2 separate regions of the Pan troglodytes genome follow, and region 1 is linked to region 2. A link is a contact called in public HiChIP or PLAC-seq data. All regions are on one chromosome and are shown on one strand. The core of a region is the stretch at or near the end of the contact, and the rest is flanking DNA. Distances in the headings are between cores, read along the strand shown. Region 1 holds the start of ESYT3 (extended synaptotagmin 3). Region 2 holds the start of DBR1 (debranching RNA lariats 1).

Region 1 (4,337 bases), core at 1,623-4,122, 260 kb before region 2:
TCACCACCTCCCTGGGCCAGAATGCCCTGTGCCGCACCAGTGGCCCAATCCAACAGGTTATCCAGGCCCTGGTCTTCCAACCTGGCCAGACAAGCCAGCCAGGCGAGTCTGCAGAATGCAGGCTGAAGCCAGCCTTTCCCAGGTCCTTGTCAAGGAGAAAGGGGGCTGTGATTCGGGGACAATATGATATGGAAACCTGGTAGGGTGTCCTTCATACCAGGCCTTCTACCTGACTAGACCCTGTTCCGACTCCTGGCTCCAATTCTCAATGGCAATGACCTGTTATGCATCTGTCCCCCACCCGAGACTGCCTTCTTGGTAGGAGAGAGAGCGTCACCTTCCTCTGAGTGTCCCTCTACCCAGCTGGGTCAAGCCTGGGATATGGGTTGTGGGGTGAAAACCTACGAGGTGCCTTCTTGAGTTCAGGCTGAGCTCCCTGTTGGCTAGGTCCATGTTGCTCCTGGGGTCTGTATCCCCAACAGAGGCCAGAACTGTCTCTGTGGTGTATGTGGGGGAGAGGCAGGGAGAGTGTCCACGCCCCTACACAATCTGATTTTTGACCCAATATCGGAAATACTGCCTTTACATATAGCTAAGTGTCTAGAGGCTTCCCTGATACGGAAGGGGAGAAAAGAAGGGGTGTTACTTGGTGAAGACTCGCAGGCCCACCCTCATGGGCTAAGGCCATCAAGGGGGACAAAACAGAGATCTGACAGATGGCCTGGACTCCCTCAACCGTGTGCAAGGGGTGTGGACAGGTCAAGCCTGCTTGCTGGGTCCACACCTTTCAGAATCACAAGCCCCACAGAACCATCAGGATGACCAAAGTCTGTGGGAGTCAGGCCCCATGCGCTACCCCTATGGCTACTACCGTAGAAAAGTGTGCACCCTTATCAGGAAGAGTCTTTGGCCCCTCATCCCCCAAATATGTAAGCTATTTGCAAAGCTTTACCATCAAATCGTACATTAAATATTAAGTGTTATGAAGTGTATGCCCACTTTGAAGTGCTAATTCTCAGTTCTTCAGAATGTGATTCTATTTGCAGGTAGGGTTTTTAAAGTGGTAATTAAGTTAAAATGAGTTCATTAGGGTGAGCCTTAATCCAATATGACTGATGTCCTTCTAAGAAGAGATTAGGACACAGAAGGAAGACGGTGTGAAGACAGTAGGAAGACAGCCAGCTGCAAGCCAGCAGAGGCCGCAGGAGAAACCAACCCTGCCAACACCTTGATCTTGGACTTCGGCTCTCTAGAAAGGAAAGGAAAAAAGTGTCTGCTGCTTAAGCCACGCAGCCTGTTGTACTTAGTTATGGCTGACTGATACAATAAGACTTCATTTCTCTTATAAGATAAACTAAATGGGCCTTATATTTTTTTCTCACACCCCACTTTAGAGACTACTGTCAGGAGGAACCTATGGCCCTGCTGGACTTTATAGGCCACAAGCTAGAGACAATGAGGGGTCTGGCGGCCTCCCCCGTGGGCCTGAGAGTAACTGGAAGAAATCTGAAAACGAAGAGCCCCAGCACCGGAGAGACAGTAAGGGTTTGCCGCAGACCAACCATTGGACGGAACACCCCTCTTGCCGGTGTTTCCCAAGCTCACCTAATCATAAGAATCAGCCAGGATACCTCTGTGCCACCCTGGGAGTTATGCAATGGGGCCCAGAACTTGGGTTTTGTTAGGTAAGCCAGGACCAGAAGCGTTTGAGGAATCGTAGTGCCGCCCATGCCACCCCAGGAGATGGGTTTGTCGGGGCAGTGTGCGTGTGCCGGCATCCCTATCCGGCGGAGGGAGGGAGGGAAGGAGGCCCGGGGCCCGGGCGACGTCGGTCTCCCAGCCGTACCCGCCACTCCCACCTCCAGCCCCGCGGAGCCCTCCCCCTACCGCAGTCCAGGCCTCGGCCGCCGAAAGCAACTGGGCCCGCCGTTTCTGTCACTGCGGTATTTGCCCATCTACGTTTTGCGTCCGGCGTTCTTTCTCTGAATCAACAGGCGGGTGGAAGAAATGCCTTCTGATTCCAACCCGAGTAAGTCTGCGAAGTCCCAGACGCCCTTGTTTTTCTCCTGGGTGTGGTCTGCCCGTGACTCTTCTCTCGAGCTCTGGGGCCTTAAATGAAACCCAAGTTCCCCGCTCCCACCGCAGTCGGACCAGAGGTGGACGTGAGGGTGCTGCGCGCCGCGGGAGGGGCGGTCACCGTCCCCAGGGTCTGCGCGCCGGGAGCGGTGGGGAACGGGGTGTGCAGGTCGCCGGGCTCCCGCCCTCCCTCGGGTTTGCGCGCACCAGCTCCCCGCTGACCGCAAGTTCCTCCGAACCTCGAAAGGCATCTCCCCACCTCCCACCCCCACCCGGCTTGGCTCACCCAGGCTGGCAGGTGCTGGCCCCGCAGCTCGCGGCTGATGAACTCGCGTTCATTGTCAAGGAATTCGAAGGCGGCGGCCAGGCGCCCAAGCTTCCCGCGGCGGTTCCTGCGCCACCACATCCACAGCAGGGCGCCGAGCAGCAACCAGGTTATGCTGAGCCCCAGGTAGCCAGCTAGGTAGACAGGCCCCAGGTAGAACAGCACGCGCACCACGAAGGTACAGAGCTCGGGCAGCAGCTGGCTGGACAGACGCAGCTCGGGGCCCGGCGCGCGCTGGGCTCCCAGGGCGCTGGGGGCCCCGGGGGCGCAGGGCTCCTCTGCTCGCATCTCGTCGCCGCAGTCTTGCCCTTCCCGAGAGCTTCACCCGAGCTTAGGTCCGCATGCCCCCACGCCCATGCGCATCTGTCTCCCAAGCTCGAGGACCAGGACGCCGCGCCCCCTTGCCCTGCTGGGACTCTCGGCGCGCCGAGCACAGGGTCCTCTGCGGCGGAGAGCGGCGCCTGGAAATGCACCGAGCCGCGCCGCCCCAGTTCTCGGCTCCAGTTCTCGGCTCCAGTGAGTCCGCAGCTCCGGAAGTCTCCGCCCTAGCGGGGCGGGCCGCCCGCCTGGCTCCTGCCCGCTCTAAAGAGCAACCAGCCGGTGAGCTCGGCCTCTGACCCCAGCACGTGGCGCAGGCGTCAGCCGGAGGTGTGCACTCGCCAGTCCGGGTGGACCAAGTGCTGCCCTAGGTGGTTAATGACTCACCAACACCTGTGTACAACTGGCTTATCATGGATAAACATCACCTAAAACCTGTTTCCTACACGCGGTCTATAATACACAGTATAGTCTGGACTCAGCTGGCATTCGAGGCCCTCCCTGGACAGGCTCAGCCAGGCCTCCCCAGACTCAGGTCCTGCGTCCCGGCCCTCCAACTGGCCCCTAGAGCCTGCAACGCTGCCAGCTCCTCTGGCATCTGTAAAGCTTGGACCTAGCCCCCAGCCTCATCAAGCCGAGCTCAGGGCCCCTCCTGCGCGCCACAAAACCCTCTGCCCCGCTCTCCCCATCCTCTCTTCTAGGTGTCTGTTTGGATCGTCATTCCCTGCATCATCAGACGGGGAACTTCCGGGCACCGGCCCGTCTTGGCCATCTGTGGGGCGCCCAACAAGGGCAAGCGACCGGCGAATAAAAGGAAAGATGAAGAGGAAGCCCCGAGGTGCCTGAGAGTCAATGGTGAAGCCCATGGTTTCTAACCCTTTAATGATCAGAGCAGGTGGAGCTCCGAATCTCTTAAGTTCGGATAGTAAATCGTCTTGCGGATAGCATATATTTCAGACGGCCACATGAAAGGGCTCACATCAATTACTGGAATGTGATTTTGGAGTTGACAAATGTACCAGAGTGATTTGGAATGACTCTACTGTTTCAACAGCTTTATCGAAAGGCTGGAGCCGATGGATAGCAATCAAAATATTCTCTTCTCTTTCCTTTTCTCTCCCTCCCTCTCCCCGCCCCCCCCCCCCCGCCCCTGTCTCCCGTTCTCGTTCTGACTCTTGCTCTGTCACTCTCTTTTTCTCTCTCTGGCTTTATCCTCTCTCTTGGATAAAATTACTTACTGCAATGAGTTTTTTCAACAATAGATGAGTTCCTGGTGGTCAGAATACCTGGACCCTTCTCTATTGTTCTTGGCTTTCCAGGACTCAGCCAAAACAGAGGCTTAAAGTCCCCCAACTTAACATTCTCCCAGTGTAGCCTGGGAAATCAACGGAAGAAATGCTGCTCGCTGGAGTTCCTTCTTGAGAGTTGCATGTACACAGTCCTAGTAAAGGCTCTGAGAAGTCCTTCAGACAAAAAGTTATTAAATTCTATTTAACCCAGTGTTTCCCAGATTATTTGACCACAGAATTCTTTCCTCAAAATATTTCTCTATTGGTTAACCCAAGTCTGCTGAAGCAAAAGAGAGTGTAGGATAGGGATACTGGGAATTCTCCTGGAA
Region 2 (4,289 bases), core at 1,359-3,858:
GTAGCTGGTACCACAGGCATGTGCCACAACGCCCTGCTAATTTTTGTATTTTTGGAGAGATACATGTTGGCCAGGCTGGTCTCGAACTCCTGGCCTCAAGTGATCTGCAAGGTACGGAGAGCATCAGGAAAAATAGCTAATGTATGCTGGGTTTAATACCTAGGTGATAGGTTGATAGGCGCAGTAAATCATCATGGCACACGTTTACCTGTGTAACAAATCTGCATAACCTGCACATGTATCCTGGAATATATATATATATATATACACACACACACACAAACGAGATATTTATTTATTTATTTATTTATTCTTTTTGAGACAGGGTCTCACTCTGTAGCCCAGGCTGGAGTGCAGCGGCGCAATCTCGGCTCACTGCAACCTCCGCCTCCCGAGTTCAAACGATTCTCCCGCCTCAGCCTCCCAAGTAGCTGGGATTACAGGTATGCGCCACCACGCCCAGCTAAGTTCTTTATTTTTAGTAGAGACAGGGTTTCACCATGTTGGCCAGGCTGCTCTCGAACTCCTGGCTTCAAGAGATCCATCCACCTTGGCCTCCCAAAGTGCTGGGACAACAGGTGGGAGTCACCGCGGCCAAAAAACGAGATTTTTAAACTAAGAATCCAATGAAACAGAAACAGACAATAGAATCAGCTCTGCAGATAAGTAAGATATTGGGCTTAGAAGACAGGCAACCTAAAATAACAATGATTAATATATGAGAGAAAGAGAGGAAAAGATGAAGGAAATAAATTAAAAGATAAAGAATCTCTTTAAACTATTGGCTTCACTGGAAAAGAATCCAATATAAATCCTAAAATTGAAAAGGACTATAATGTTAAAACATTAATAAATGAGTTTGTACATTGGACATAGAACAAAGTAGGATTAGTAAACTAGAAGAGAGGTTATTAGAAACTATCCAAAATAAAACACTGATAAAAATGAGAACTATGGAATAGAAATAAAAGATAGGTAAAATACCATGGAAAAATTCCAAAGGAGTAGGAAAAGACAGAAAAAAAAGCAACATTTAAGTAGATACTGACCAAGAATTTTCCAAAACTGAAAAAAGATACCAAGCTATAGATTCAGAAAGCATAAATGAGTAAGGTTCAAAAAAAAAAAACCACTTAGATATATTTTATTAAAATAGCTTTAAGGAGTAGGGAGAGAAAGTAGAGAAAGAGAAAACAGTAAATAGCAAAGAAAAAGACACATTACTGGCTGGGCGCGGTGGCTAACGCCTGTAATCCTAGCACTTCGGGAAGCCGAGGTGGGCGGATCACTTGAGGTCAGGAGTTCGAAACCAGCTTGGCCATCATGGTGAAACCCTGTCTCTACTAAAAATGCAAAAAATTAGCTGGGCATGGTGGTGTGCACCTGTAATCCCAGCTACTTGGGAGGCTGAGGCAGGAGAATCGCTTGAACTGGGGAGGCGGAGGTTTCAGTGAGCCGAGATCGTGCCACCGCCTCCAGCCTGGGCAACAGAGTGAGAGACTGTCTCAAAAAAACAAAAAACAAACAAACAAACAAAAAACCCACATTACTTTCAATGAAAAAAAACCTTAAGTTTATAGGTGACTTCTCAGTAGAAGATAATGCAAGCCAGAAGATAATAGAATGCTATTTTTGAAATGCTTTGTAAAAAAAAAAAAAAAACAAAACACACACACACTGCTTAACTGGTATTCAGTACTCAGTAAACACACCCTTTATGAATTAAGGTGAAACAAAGACATCTCTTTCTTTGTTTTTCTTTTTTTTTTTTTAGACGGAGTCTCACCCTGTCACCCAGGCTGGAGTGCAATGGCACGATCTCAGATCACTGCAACCTCTGCCTCCTGGGTTCAAGCGATTCTCCTGCCCCAGCCTCCTAAGTAGCTGGGATTACAGGTGTGCACCACCACGCCCAGCTAATTTTTTGTATCTTTAGTAGAGACAGGGTTTCACCATGTTGGCCATGCTGGTCTCAAACTCCTGACCTCGTGATCCGCCCGCCTCAGCCTCCCAAAGTGCTGGGATTACAGGTGTGAGCCAGCACACTGGCTTCTTTTCTTTTCTTCTCTCTCTCTTTCTCTTTTGTCTCTCTCTTTTTTTTTTTTTTTTTTTTTTTTCAGACGGAGTCTCGCTCTGTCGCCCAAGCTGGAGTGCAGGGGCGCGATCTCAGGTCACTGCAACCTCCGTCTCCTGGGTTTGAGGGATTCTCCTGCCTCAGCCTCTGAAGTAGCTGTGATTACAGACGTGCGCTACTGCGCCCAGCTAATTTTTGTATTTTTAGTAGAGACAGGGTTTCACCATTTTCCCCAGAGTGGAAAGAAATTTTTAAACAAACAAATATCTAGAAAAAAATTAATCTGTCGTCGGCCTACAGTAAACAAACAGGAAAACTTAAACTGAGCTCTTCAGACAGAAGAAAAATGATTCCAAAGAGAAAAATGGAAATCCAGGAAGAAAAGAGTAAGGATGGAAAGAGTACATTTGTGGATGTATATACAAAAAGATATTGACTGCATAAAACAATAATTAAAAAAAAGAAAAAAGGAAAAAAAGAAAATAAGTTCCCTGGGATCCCAGAATTAGGTTTGACCTTCCCGGTCCCTCTCTCGCGAGATCTGGAAACCGGAAGTGAATTATTTTGCAGGCGTCTACACCCAGGCGGTGGCTCTACTTATTAAAGTTGGCGGGAGCTGAGCGATCAGTCGGTCCTGGGCTGGCTGTGGTGTAGGGCGTTGCAGGCAGCGCTCATCTTACCTCCTCAGGCCGGCAGAATGCGGGTGGCTGTGGCTGGCTGCTGCCACGGCGAGCTGGATAAGATCTATGAGACGCTGGCGCTGGCAGAGCGGCGCGGCCCGGGGCCTGTCGACCTCTTGCTGTGCTGCGGCGACTTCCAGGCGGTGCGCAACGAGGCGGATCTACGCTGCATGGCCGTGCCGCCCAAGTATCGTCACATGCAAACCTTCTACAGGTGAGGACGCGGCCGGGCCCGGACTTGGCGGTGGGGGGGTGGGACTGGGTTCCCTCTGCCACTGGCTGCCTGTTTCCCTTAGATCCTGTCTTTGTTCGCTCTGTGTCTCTAATTGGTGCCTAACTGAATACAGGGGTGAGGTAGTGGGAGGCGGGAAATGTATTCAGTTAGGTACTGTATTCAGTTAGGTACCAAATTATGTCAGTTTCACTAGCACCCTATCTCATTAGGTGCTTAGGAAATGTCACTTTGCTTCTTTCCATACACATCTTATCCATTTCACAGGGTATCGAAGCCTGGGAGGGGATAACCTGGAGGAAGAAGCTGACAGGTTTAGATAGCTACCTTGTACTTGATAGGACTCTGGAATTAGTTCATTCAATGATCCTGAAGTTTTTACTGGGCGCCTGCTATGTGCTTGTTGTGGTTCTAGAAGATGAGGTTATGGCAATGAACTCGAAACAGTTCTTGACTTAATTGAACGGGCACTGACTTGAGGCTCAAGGTGGAAGCTCTTCATTCCTAAGGGCAAGGATGGATACTGGGCAATTCCTTTTTTTTTTTTTTTTTTCTTGAGACAGAGTTTCGCTTTGTTGCCCAGGCTGGAATGCAGTACCGCGATATTGACCCACTGCAACCTCCGTCTCCTGGGTTCAAGCGATTCTCCCACCTCAGCCTCCCGAGTAGCTGGGATTACACCCAGCTAATTTTTGCATTTTTAGTAGAGACGGGGTTTCACCACATTGGCCAGGTTGGTCTCGAACTCCTGACCTCAGGGGATCCGCCTGTGTCGGCCATCCAAAGTGCTGGGATTACAGGAGGGAGCCACCGCGTCCAGCCCCAGGCAATTCCTTTTGAAAGAGCTTTTTAACTTTTTATGATGAACTCAGTTTCTTTTTTTTTTTTGGAACTCATTTGCTTTTCTGCTATGCCTAATTGTGGTAACTGACTTTGCTCTTATGTTCTAGGTATTACTCTGGAGAGAAAAAGGCCCCAGTTCTCACACTGTTCATTGGGGGAAACCATGAAGCCTCAAATCATTTGCAAGAGTTACCCTATGGTGGCTGGGTGGCACCAAACATTTATTATTTAGGTATGTGATTGTGTTTGTGGATAATTTTTTTTCCTGGGATGGAAGAGCTTATCAGGATTTGCGTTAGTTGGACTGTGTCTTGACATGTATGGTGTTTGGAGAATGTCATTAATTTAAATACTTAATCGTGAAAATTTAATTAAGATAGTTAATTATTAAATGGTTGATCATGAAAATATGCCCTTCATCTAGTGTTTTAAGCACTAGCTAATATCATTGCAAAGACCT

Evidence for each region. HiChIP or PLAC-seq counts read pairs in DNA pulled down with a chosen protein or histone mark.
Region 1: an H3K4me3 HiChIP or PLAC-seq map of stem cell-derived excitatory neurons shows a contact between it and region 2, with 5 times the contacts expected there. The contact joins the promoter of ESYT3 here to the promoter of DBR1 in region 2.

Annotation. Positions count from the first base shown.
Region 1 is chr2:141,646,376-141,650,712 of NHGRI_mPanTro3-v2.0_pri, reverse strand. It overlaps ESYT3 (extended synaptotagmin 3), which reads right to left and starts at 2,872. Exons shown (of 23, transcript XM_016942038.3): 1 at 2,363-2,872. The coding sequence starts at 2,689.
Region 2 is chr2:141,382,085-141,386,373 of NHGRI_mPanTro3-v2.0_pri, reverse strand. DBR1 (debranching RNA lariats 1) reads left to right here and starts at 2,608. Exons shown (of 8, transcript XM_526319.7): 1 at 2,608-2,968; 2 at 3,937-4,061. The coding sequence starts at 2,772.